2 separate regions of the Ovis aries genome follow, and region 1 is linked to region 2. Evidence: chromatin contacts called from public Hi-C data. All regions are on one chromosome and are shown on one strand. The core of a region is the stretch at or near the end of the contact, and the rest is flanking DNA. Distances in the headings are between cores, read along the strand shown.

The links. Hi-C and Micro-C count contacts between places; a contact is called where the count stands out from the background.
Region 1: a Hi-C map of liver shows a contact between it and region 2, with 2.7 times the contacts expected there. The contact joins the enhancer-like site here to the promoter of KIF14 in region 2. A contact is called at or near these places in 2 of 16 Hi-C or Micro-C datasets (liver and tail adipose tissue).

Annotation. Positions count from the first base shown.
Region 1 is chr12:78,998,587-79,004,275 of ARS-UI_Ramb_v3.0, forward strand. No RefSeq gene overlaps it. Among named protein-coding and RNA genes, the nearest start is that of KIF21B, 7.7 kb to the left of the region's middle. Within about 2 kb of position 3,780, at least 22 of the 54 cell types and tissues checked have an H3K27ac peak or open chromatin away from gene starts, as enhancers often do. A contact at or near this core is called in liver, where this site is marked.
Region 2 is chr12:78,690,247-78,695,887 of ARS-UI_Ramb_v3.0, forward strand. KIF14 (kinesin family member 14) reads right to left here and starts at 3,195. Exons shown (of 30, transcript XM_042229316.1): 1 at 3,139-3,195. LOC114117396 (U6 spliceosomal RNA) reads right to left here and starts at 5,356; the gene lies at 5,250-5,356.

The DNA.
Region 1 (5,689 bases), core at 2,530-5,029, 310 kb after region 2:
GGCGTTCTGGTCTTAAAAGATGCCCAGGGCCCCGAGTCTCTCAGGACTCCAGCTCCTCACACAGAACCACAGGCGCCCCTTTGGGGTTCTGGCCTCCAGGCTACGTGGAGCCCTGCCGGCAGGTAGAAGGGGGCAGGCGTCCTCAGGAACCACTCAGGGAAGCAATTTGGAAAACCCCAGGGCCCTTCCGCGCCACTGGCCGTCTCCTGCCAAGGAGCGGTCATGGACGGGGTGTCAGGACACACCTGTGCTAATGCTGTGAGGCCCAGGGCCCGATGGTGGACTCTTGTCTGACACTCGGAAATGAACCGTCCGAGGAGACACGTGTGCTGACAAAGCAAGAAACTATAGGGAGGGGCACCCAGGCAGAGAGCAGGAGGGCGAGGGAAGCAAGGAGAAGCGCTCCGCCCTGTGGCTCGCAGTCTCAGGCATTATGGTGATGGGGTTAGTTTCTGAGTTGTCTCTGGCCAATCATTCTGACTCAGGGCCCTTCCTGGGAGCAGGCATCACTAGCTGCCTCCTTCTCCCAGGAGGATTCTGGGAGGTGGTAGGATGTATAGACTGGTGACCTTCTCCAGATTCTTCTGGTTGGTGAGAGCTTGTTGGTTCCAAGTTCCTTCCCTGGCCCTCCTGTTGTCAGATCACTCATGCAGGTGGTTACCATGGTGCCTGGCCAGGGTGGTGGTCTTGGACAGCGGCTCCCCTAACTTTGGCCCTGGCCCTGCTCATTCAGCCTTCCCCGCGGCACTCTGTCAGTCCTCTCTGCAACAGGGCCTCTGCAAAGGGCTGGGTAACTGCCCAGAGACCCCAGACAGATCTGTCTTCTCAGAGACAAAGTACCAGCTGCTGCCATTTCTGACCATGGTGCTGGCCATCGAAGAATTGATGCCTTTGAACCGTGGTGTTCGAGAAGACTCTTGAGAGTCCCTTGGACTGTAAGGAGATCCAACCAGTCCATCCTAAAGGAAATCAATCCTGAATATTTGTAGGAAGGACTGATGCTGAAGTTGAAGTTCCAGTATTTTGGCCACCTGATGCAGAGAGCCAACTCATTGGAAAAGACCGTGATGCTGGGAAAGATTGAAGGTGGGAGGAGAAGCGGACGACAGAGGATGAGATGGTTGGATGGCATCACCGACTCAATGGACATGAGTTTGAGCAAGCTCTGGGAGTTGGTGATGGACAGGGAGGCCTGGAATGCTGCAGTCCCTGGGGTCACAAAGAGTCGGACACGACTGAGCAACTGAACAAGAAGAAAGGGTTATCAACCAAGAGCTGTGAGGTCAGTTCTGCTTGGGGACTTTCTGAAGACTGTAGCCAGGAGACAGGCTCTTGGCAGCAACACGGAGCTGCTCAGAAGACGTGAGAACAAGTCAGCCTCCTGTGATTTGGAGAAGGGGTATGTGCCCCCGAGCATACATCTCACTAAGGGTTTGCTAGTCACGGGGGACAGATGTCTCCGATGACGATTTTAGTGCTTTTCTAGGTGTCAGAAGATACAAGAAATTAGGCTCATAAAATCTGAAACAATCTAATGCTGAAGGTCAGCTCTGCAGGCTTTTCCTGGAGCACAGAGGGCCTCATTTCTGATCTCTGCCCTGAGCTCTTTCAGGGGGTGTTGAAGGTTGGCGACTGCAGTGGCCAGTGACGTCATTCTTATGGAACCAGGTGGAGAGTGGCCTTGTCAAATGAACAGAGTTTCCTGCGGTCATCAGAGAAGGCCCACTAGAGGAGACGGGCTGGGACGGAGGAGGGAGGTTGCTGGGTGCACAGAGGTGCTGAGGGCATTGGGGTACGCGTGCTTGGGCGGGCGCTGGGCAGGGCGTGGCCCAGATCAGTAGTGGGTGTGGTGGGGCTGGATTAGGGACTGCCCTGCCATCCTCCTGATAACGGGAAGTCAGCAGCTCCAGAGGGGTGTCTGGGCCCTTGCTGGACCCCTGGCCTGAAAGCTAACTTGGCCTTTCCTGGAATGAGTTTATTAATAGCCCACATCCTGGATGGTGTTGCAAGGCTGAATGAGACATTGCGTCAGGCACGAAAGGAACAGGGTTTGATAAGGTCGCTACTATCATTCCGTGATGACAGAACGGTAAACTGGTGGAGGCGTTTTAAAGGGCACGTGACTAGAAGTGGGCTGGGCGGCCCCTCCACTGGGCCTGCCTGTCTCCCGGGCCTCCTCCTGGAGCCGGGCTCCTCGCACGGACTCCGACACGCGTTCCTCCTCTGGGTCTTGGCTTCCTTTCTGACCACAATGAGATCTCCTCTTCTGATCATTTTAAACAAAAGTGCTTTGCTCTCCCTCCTCTGAGCCCTCCAAACCCCAGCAGCCGATCCTCCACGTGCTTCTCTGACACCCTAGCGTTTTCAATTCTTGTTCGACACCAAGATTATTATCTTGCCCTATGTATCTAGGCCAACTTCTTTTAGAATGCTTCTAAACCGGATTTAGGCTCCACTGGGGGCAGCTGTGTGGCATAGGAGGAAGACGCAATGGGCTAGGGAGCAGGAGGACGCATCCAGCCCTGCCGGGCAGACCCCGCCCTCGGCAGCTCATCAGTAAACTGGCAGCAGGACCCGTGCGGGGGGCGGGGAGCGAGGGTCCAATGCCACCGTGGCTGTGGGCCCAAGGCAGGAGTGATGTGTGACTGGGGTCAGGTGCCAGGGAACGGGGCCAGGGTTAGGTCTGGGTTGGCTGTGGCTTTTCCAGTGACCCGTGGCCGGCCTCCACACCTGCTGGCTGAGGGTCGGAGCTGCAGAGCCTGTGAGAGGACCAGCCTGATGCTGAGATGTGCGGCTGGGAGCTAAGCCGCCCAGCTCCCCCACAAGAGACTCAGAGCCCCATCAGGTCAGCCTCCGCCCTGTGAGGTCGGGCTCTCTCAGTGACCAGCTCTGACCCAGTCCAAGTAGCTGCTTCTTGGAGGGCCAGGCCCTTCCACGGTCACACTCACGCCTCCCAACAGCCTGGGAACAGAAATCATTCCTCCATTTACAGGAGGAGGAAGCTTGAAAGGGCGCGTGAGCGGCTGATGTCGGGGCGGGGGGCGGGCGGAGGGCCCTGGGGCTCCACGGGCCCGGCTCCAGGGCTGTGCTCCGTCACGTTGCACAGGGCAGCTCGGTTTCAAGGACCACGCAGCCCGGCCAGAGCTGGGCCTGGAGATGCCCCGGGACCAGAGCCGGGCCGCCTCCGCACTTGGGAGCCGGGCTGCCTCCGCACTTGGGAGCTGGGCCGCCTCCTTGGTTCAGAGACGCTCCATCTGAGCTCCACAGATTCCAGATGAGAGAAGGGGCTTCCCCCCGCCTCACGCCCTCTACGTGGCTCAGTGCCCGCCCCAGCCCCCAGCTTCATCCCGCCCCTTCTGTAGATCCCCCAGCACAGCTGGGTCCCAGGTCTGCAGGGATGGGCTGGGAGAAGCTGGGGGCAGCAGACAGCACTCTGGCCGGGAACCCAGTTGGAAGGCTTGCTGACCGCAGGGGCCCGCCTGCCCACCACCGTGGGCCCCGCCTGCAGCCTTCCGCCCTGCGTCCCCTCTGTCCTTTGCTTGGGGGTCTGGCAGCCCTCCATGGACACACCCACCAGCATCTGAAGGGGAGCTCGGGAGAGGCAAGACTGTGTGCACGCTGACCGTCAGAAGGTCCTGCGTGTGGCGGAGGAGGACGACCTGGACTCGCCCAGATGGTGAGGGCTGGGCTTCCTTGGAGCCAGCAGGCACGCGTCCCTCGGGCTGGGAGGCCGGCCAGACCTCCCGCGAGGGCCGTGGAGCCACGGCGCGGGGTTGAGGCCCTCCTACCAGCGCGGGCCCTCCTACCAGCGCGGGCCCTCCTACCAGCGCGGGCCCTCCTACCAGCGCGGGCCCTCCTACCAGCGCGGGCCCTCCTACCAGCGCGGGCCCTCCTACCAGCGCGGGCCCTCTGGCGCATTACCTGTCCTGTCCTGTCCTGGTCCTACTTGCAAATGAGGGTGACGCTTCATGTTGAGAACAAGAAGAAATGGATGCGGGGCCCCTGGAGCAGAGCCTGCCGCAGAGCTGGCATTCTGTACATTGGGCATTACACTCATTAATAACTCCGCTTGTGAATGGAGACATCCTTTTATAGACTTTTCCATGTCAGTTTTCAGCCAGGCTGCAGGCGGCCTATCTTTTCTCTCCCCCGGAGGCAGGGGAGCAGGGACGTGAGAGTCCTCTCCGTGACGGTGGAGCCAGGGAGGCAGCCCTTGCCTCAGAAGGCCCATGCCCCTGCCCCCTCCCCGGGTCCTGGACAGAGGGCGCAAGGCTGCAGCCCTGGGCGGGTGACCCCAGGTTAGGGGTGGTGGGGCACCGGCCAGGGCAGAGGCTACACTGGCCAGCACTTCCCTGCATTTATCTGACAGCGACTGGACACTGTGTAGACAGTACTCAGCTCAGGTTCAGGATAAGCCTGGAGGACCTGCTGCTGCCTTGGCACAACCTGACCTCGGGCTGAAAGTGAAAGCTTTAGTCGCTTCAGTCATGTCCGACTCTTTGGGACCCCATGGACTGTACCCACCAGGCTGCTCTGTCCATGGAGTTCTTCAGGCCAGAATATTGGAGTGGGTAGCCATTCACTTCTCCAGAGGATCTTCCCAGCCCAAGGACTGCCTCTGCAGGCAGATTCTTTACCAGCTGAGCCACCAGGGAAGGCCTCGGGCTGGGGTGAAATAACGTCACCGTGGTGACCTGCTGAGATGGGGACACGTGTTGTGGGGCCCCCCAAGCCTTTGGGAGTATTTGGGAGGTGCTTTCTGCAGGAAGTAATAGCGAAGCTGGCTACAGGCTAGGGGTCTGTTGGGCTCAGGGTTCGCTAAAAGGGACAGCTGGGCTGTGGGGGATAGAGGGTGGGTAGACAGGCCCAAGGGCTGGGGCTGGGTCCAGGGCCAGGGTTGTGCACCCTATGCTGAGGCTTTGGAGGCTTCGGGGGTTTAAGCGAGGGGCTGAGATAGCAGCTTTCTCCATTAAAAAGGATCAGGGTCAGGCTGGGGGGCCGGCAAGAAGTTGCGAGGCCACTGGGAGGCTGTGGCAGTAGGTGAGGTCTGGAACGAGGACCGAGTGTCGGGGGAGCCACCGTGGGAGGGGACGGGCCAAGAAAAAGAGGGACAGGGGCCCATGGGGCAGGGCCGGGGAGGGTCCGCCTCAGACTCGAGGTCTGAGCAGAGTGGGGCCCCAGGTCACAGGCTGCAGGGAAGGGTGACGAGGTCGGCTCTGGACATGACGGGCTTTTGGCTTAAGCTGGACATCCTCAGAGCCGAGGAGCAGGACACGGAGTGGGGTTTAGGAGAGACGGGACCCGGCCACGGGGGCGGGGCCAGGATGGGATGGGGCGGGGGCGGGGCCGGGACCTGGGGCGGGGCCGATCACAGGGGCGGGGCCGGGACACGGGGTTGGGACAAGCACGGGGGAAGGGGATGCTCAGCCCTAAATGAGGAAGGTGATGCAAGAGAGGGGGCTAACCCTGCAGGAAGGAGAAAGGACCCAGCACCCTGGGGACGCCCTCCCCTGAGAGATGGGCGGCCTGGGGGAGGTCACCGGGAAACCGTGAGAGGGAGCACGTGACAGGGGAGGAAACCAGGGAGAGCGAGGAGGTGGATGCCAGGGCCTTGCTCCCTTAGGCCTAGAACGGGGGCCCCCCGAGGCTCTGGGGGATGGGCAGGCAGTGGATTTCGGTCGAGCTGCGG
Region 2 (5,641 bases), core at 1,945-4,444:
AAAACTCTGCTTTCATTTCCTTAGTCTAGAGAGAATGCACAGATAAAGACGGCATCAGGTCAAATGTGCCAGGTGACTTAAAAAGATGTAAAAAGCACATGTCAAAGAAGATATAAGAATAGTCAATGAGCACATGAAATGATGCTCATCAGGGAAGAGCAAGTCAAACTATAATGAGATGCCACACCATACCCATTAAAGAAACTATCAAAAAAAAAAAAAAAAGCAGAAAACAAGTATGGACCAGAACATGGAGAAACGGGTAAGCTCGTAGACTGTTGCTGGGAATGTAAAATGGTACAACCACTGTGAAAAACAGAAGGGATGGCCTCAAAAAATTAAAATTAGCATATACTAAGTCGCTTCAGTTGTGTCCGACTCTTTGCGACCCCAGGGACTATCGTCCACCAGACTCCGCTGTCTGTGGGATTGTCCAGGCAAGAATACTGACCGGAGAGGGTTGCCATGCCGTCTTCCAGGGGATCTTCCCGAGCCAGGGATCGAGTCCACCCCTCTTACGTCTCCTGCGTTGGCAGGCAGGTTCTTCACTAGTGCCACCAAATTAGCATATGATCTAGCAATTCCACCTCCGGGTATACACCAGAAAGGATTGAGAGCAGGGTCTCAAATGAAGGGATATCGGCCTACCCGTGTTCACAGCAGCATCATTCATAACAGAGAAAGTGGGGAAGCAACTCGAATGTCCACTGACCGATGAACGGCCTACCAAAATGTGGTATATCCATACAATGGAAAATTATTCAGCCTTCAAAAGGAAAGGAATTCTGCAATATGCTACAATATTGGTGAACCTTGAGGACATTATATTAAGTGAAATAAACCAGTCCCCAAAAGACGAATAATATATGATACCACTTATATCAAGTACTTATAGTAGTTAAAATCAGCAGCAGAAAGTATAATGGTGGTGGCTAGGGAAGGGAGCACGGAGAGTTATTATTTAATAGATGCAGAATTTCAGACTGACCAGATAACTAGAGTTACGGGGTAGATGGCAGTGATGACCATGTATTTAAGGATGTACATGTACATTTAAAAATGGTTAAAATGAATAAATGCTAGAAAAGAGAACATGTCAGCAGAGATTTTTTTAAGTGCCCCCAGTTTGGGGGGCAGCGAGGGGGACTAACAGACACCCCAGCACCAAAGTTAAAGACCGGAGTAAAGCATTTCTGCAGGTGCTGAATGCACTCGACATGCAAGAACGCCTCGGGGAGATGAGCCAGAGAGGTGTCACAAGGCAGCTCATACCCAAATAAGTACCAGAGACAATAAATACAAGCACTGTAAAGTAATCGCTTGTGTTGAGAAAACTTATGCAAGATCAGTTAAGTATTCAGCCTGCCCTCTAGCAGTCAGACAACAAAGTTGACAGGAATGTAAGCAAATACGTGTCAACAATATCTATCCAGTAGTCACGGAGAAGGCAGCGGCACCCCACTCCAGTACTCTTGCCTGGAAAACCCCATGGGCGGAGGAGCCTGGTAGGCTGCAGTCCATGGGGTCGCAGAGAGTGGGACACGACTGAGCGACTTAGCAGCAGCAGCAGCAGCAGTCATGTTTAGAAGAAAAGAGAACAGCAGACACAGCTGAGGTCTGACTTCCCGTCAACGCTGCATCCAACTGGTTATACTGACGTGAACAAGTCTTTAAATTTGCATGTCTGATTCTAACTTGCAAAATGACATCTGATGAAACTATTTCATTGTGAAGGCAAAGAAAGGAACCCTCATTTAAAACAGAGTGAGGGGTGGGAGTGCAGGGTATCTGAACAGGAGCTCTCATGTTTTATCCCTTGCTATATTCACAGACTCTACAGGAAGAAGCTACTTCACATCCCAGGGCAAAGAGGAAGAAAAGGTTTCATCCTCACCCAGCAACGGCCCAGTCAATGAAAAACTAGCAGCTCAGCCACTAGGAGGCCATCACCACCCAGGCTGTCCCTCTCCTCTGACCCGCTGTCATTGAATTCCCTCCTTTTCTCCACACAGGCAGGCCTCATCTGGCTTAGGGGCTTCGCTTTGTTGCCCCTTCTGCATTTTTGTTACAAACTGAATGTTTGTAGCAACCATGTGTCAACAAGTCAGTGCCATTTTCCCAAGTGAGCATCTGCTCTCTTCAGGTCTGCGTCCCAGCTCTGGAAATTCCCACACTTTAAACATTTCCATTAGATGCTACTGGTCAAGGCGATCTGTGGCCAGTGGAATTGATGTTAGTAGGAGGACTCCTGAAGGTTCTGATGATGGTTACCGTTTTTACCAACCAAGTATTCTAAATGAAGGCATATACATTGTTCTTTAGACATAATACTACTGCACACATAACAGGCTACCATATAGGACCATATAGGATCCTACCATATAGGATTCTTCAATGAAACAAAACGTTCAGGAGACTGGCGGCGCGGTCCCCCTGAGCGCACACAATCTGGGAGGCGGAACCAGCTGCCCCTCTCCTGGGGCTGGTCCCCACTTGAAGCTCGCCGTGAGTTGCAGCTCTCTACTGCTCCCACAGAGACTCGTCCTGCTAATACAGCAACTAACCGTCGTATTTTTAAAATCAACCCCAGAGATCATGACTCTGGAGGTACAAAACAACAGAGGTTCATTTTTAAGTAACCTGTGCAAGTTCTAAATCACTAACAATCATGCCAGGATCGAAGCATCTCCCATCACCTTCTAACTAAAAGCAGGCAATCTTTTAGTTAAAGATTTCCTGATACGGAAGTAAATACAGAAACAAGAAGAAACCGAGGACTTGACCCGCAGCTGAAAACCGGCTGCTATTTACAAGGAGCACGAAGCTCGGGGTCTGAGGAGGGGCGGGGGTACGCCCCGGGACACTGGAGGGAAGGGGTGCCCAGACCCCGGGGTGGGCTCTCAGCGGCCACCCCGCCGCCCGGCGGCCACGCGCCCGGAAGACGCCCTCCGAGGGGTCCGCGGCGGGGAGGGCGCGGCCCGATCCCGCCCCTGGCCCTCCCGGGAGAACCCCGGCCCGCCCCCCTTGGAGACCCTCGCACCCGGCCCCGGGGACCCCCGGCCCTCCCGGACTCCCGAGCTGTCCACCCACCCCACCCTCGCCCGCACCGACGCGCCGCGCCCGGACCACAGCCCCCACCTCGCAGGCTCCTGGCCTCCTCGCGCCGCTCACGCCTCCGCTGCCGCCCCGCGGTTTGAATACGCGCCCCGCCCTCTGATTGGCTGCCGGGCGCCGCGCACGCACGTCTTCCCGGAAACGCGCGCGCATCTCCTAGGCAACGGCCCCGCCCCCTGGGTTGGGCGCGCCGCGCAGGGACGCGGGCGGCCGGGGCGCGGACTGCGGGCTGGGGGCGCGCTCGAGGGGGCGGGGGCGCGGACTTCGAGCGGCGGGGGCGCGCTCGGGGTGCTTGGCGGAGGACGCGAACGTTGATGCCCTTGTCCAGCCCCGGAGCAAAATGAGCACCATCCGTCCGCGTCGCCCCCGGACCTCTCTGTGCAGAAATAACTGCGTGCCCCCTCGGTAGCCACAGCCATTCACGGTTTTCTAGGATTTCGAGTGCAAAGCCTAGTGATAGGAAGTGCGCTGAATGTCTTAGATGGAAGTTTTTCATTTAATCCTGAGTACCTTACCAGGTAAATATTAACATGATCCCCCAGGTTACCAATGAGGGGCTGAAGTTTACAATTAAACTTGTGAAAAATTAGACAGCTAGCTGGCGGTGCAACTAGAATTACAAGCCCACCCCGTGAGATACAACTCGGTTTCTAGAAAAATCCTAATAAGGTTTTGAAGCACGAAAAGATAAGTATACTTGCTGAAAACTAACCAGATGAACGAGACGAGCTCTAGTCGAAAAGATATTTTAAAGTAACTTTCTTAAATAGCGAAAAGTGCAGGTAAAGAAATTGGATTCAGCGGGATAGAAAGAGAAATTAGAAGGGACTCTGAATGCATAGAAAAATTGAATGTATAATAAAATGCTCGTTCTAAAACTCTCTCTAAAAATCATTCTAAAATTTATTGAAATTAAGTTATAGAGCAACCATCAGAAAAAAAGAATGTAGTATTTATCAGGTCTATGGGAAAATAATCAAGTCTAGAGAGCAAAAGAAGCTATGGCAAAGGAGAAGACCAACAAACACAAATACATAAAAATTCTAAACTCATACATAGTTCACAATAGTGAAAATAAAATGTAGTAAACTACAAAAATACATTAAATATGACAGAAGATATAAAGATACCTTTCAACATAACAAGTAAAAAAAGTTTATAAGTAGAAACGGATAGTTCAGTTCAGTTCAGTTGCTCAGTCATGTCCAACTCTTTGTGACCCCATGAACCACAACATGCCAGGCCTCCCTGTCCATTGCCAAATCCTGGAGCTTGCTCAAACTCATGTCCATTGAGTGGGTGATGCCATCCAACAATCTCATCCTCTGTCATCCCATTCTCCTCCTGCCTTCAATCTTTCCCAGCATCAGGGTCTTTTCCAATGAGTCTGTTCTTCACATCTGGCCAAAGTATTGGAGTTTCAGCTTCAGCATCAGTCCTTCCAATGAACACCCAGGACTGATCCCCTTTAGAATGGACTAATTGGATCTTCTTGCAGTCCAAGGGACTCTCAAGAGTCTTCTCCAACACCACAGTTCAAAAGCATCAATTCTTTGGCACTCAGCTTTCCTCATAGTCCAACTCTCACATCCATACATGACTACTGGAAAAACCATAGCCTTGACTAGACGGACCTTTGTTGACTATGTAATGTCTCTGCTTTTTAATATGCTGTCTAGGTTGGTCACAACTTTCCTTCCAAGGAGTAAGTATCTTTTAATTTCATGAACGTAATCACCACCTGCAGTGATTTTGGAGCCCCCAAAAATAAAGTCTGACACTGTTTCCACTGTTTCCCCATCTATTTGCCATGAAGTGACAGGACCAGATCCCATGATCTTAGTTTTCTGAATGTTGAGCTTTAAGCCAACTTTTTCACTCTCCTCTTTCACTATTTACTCAACAAGTATTTATTAAGCTTCTTTCACATGTCAGACCTTAGACTAAGCAGTAGGGGTAGGAGTGAGTGGGTGTGGACCCTCCTCTCAAGCAGCTTACCAATTTCTGTCTCTAGAAATGTGCACTTTTAATTCTGATGCAAAAATCACTGGTACTGAAATTTTAAAACTTTTTTTACACTTATACCTAAATTTTTTTTTTTTTACAGTTGCATTTAATGACTGGGTTTTTTTTTTTTAAATATGGAACACTTCACGAATTTGCGTGTCATCCTTGCGCAGGGGCCATGCTAATCTTCTCTGTATCGTTCCAATTTTAGTATATGTGCTGCCAAAGCGAGCACTAATGACTGGGTTTTACAGTTTATTTTTATCTGAATTATTTTTGTGTGTACAGCCACTCACTTCTATCCCTACCGCTTAGTGTAAGGTCTGACATGTAAAAGAAGTAAATACCAGACCCCTCTAGAAAGCAATATGATCATTTATAGAAGGAAACATAAAGAGATTCATATTCTTTGCCCTAGTTACTGCACTACAAAAATTTATTCTTAGAAAATGTTTCAGTAGAAACCAAATAGTCTGTGGGCCCCAAACATAAAAACTCTCCATGGCTTACCATGAAAGCA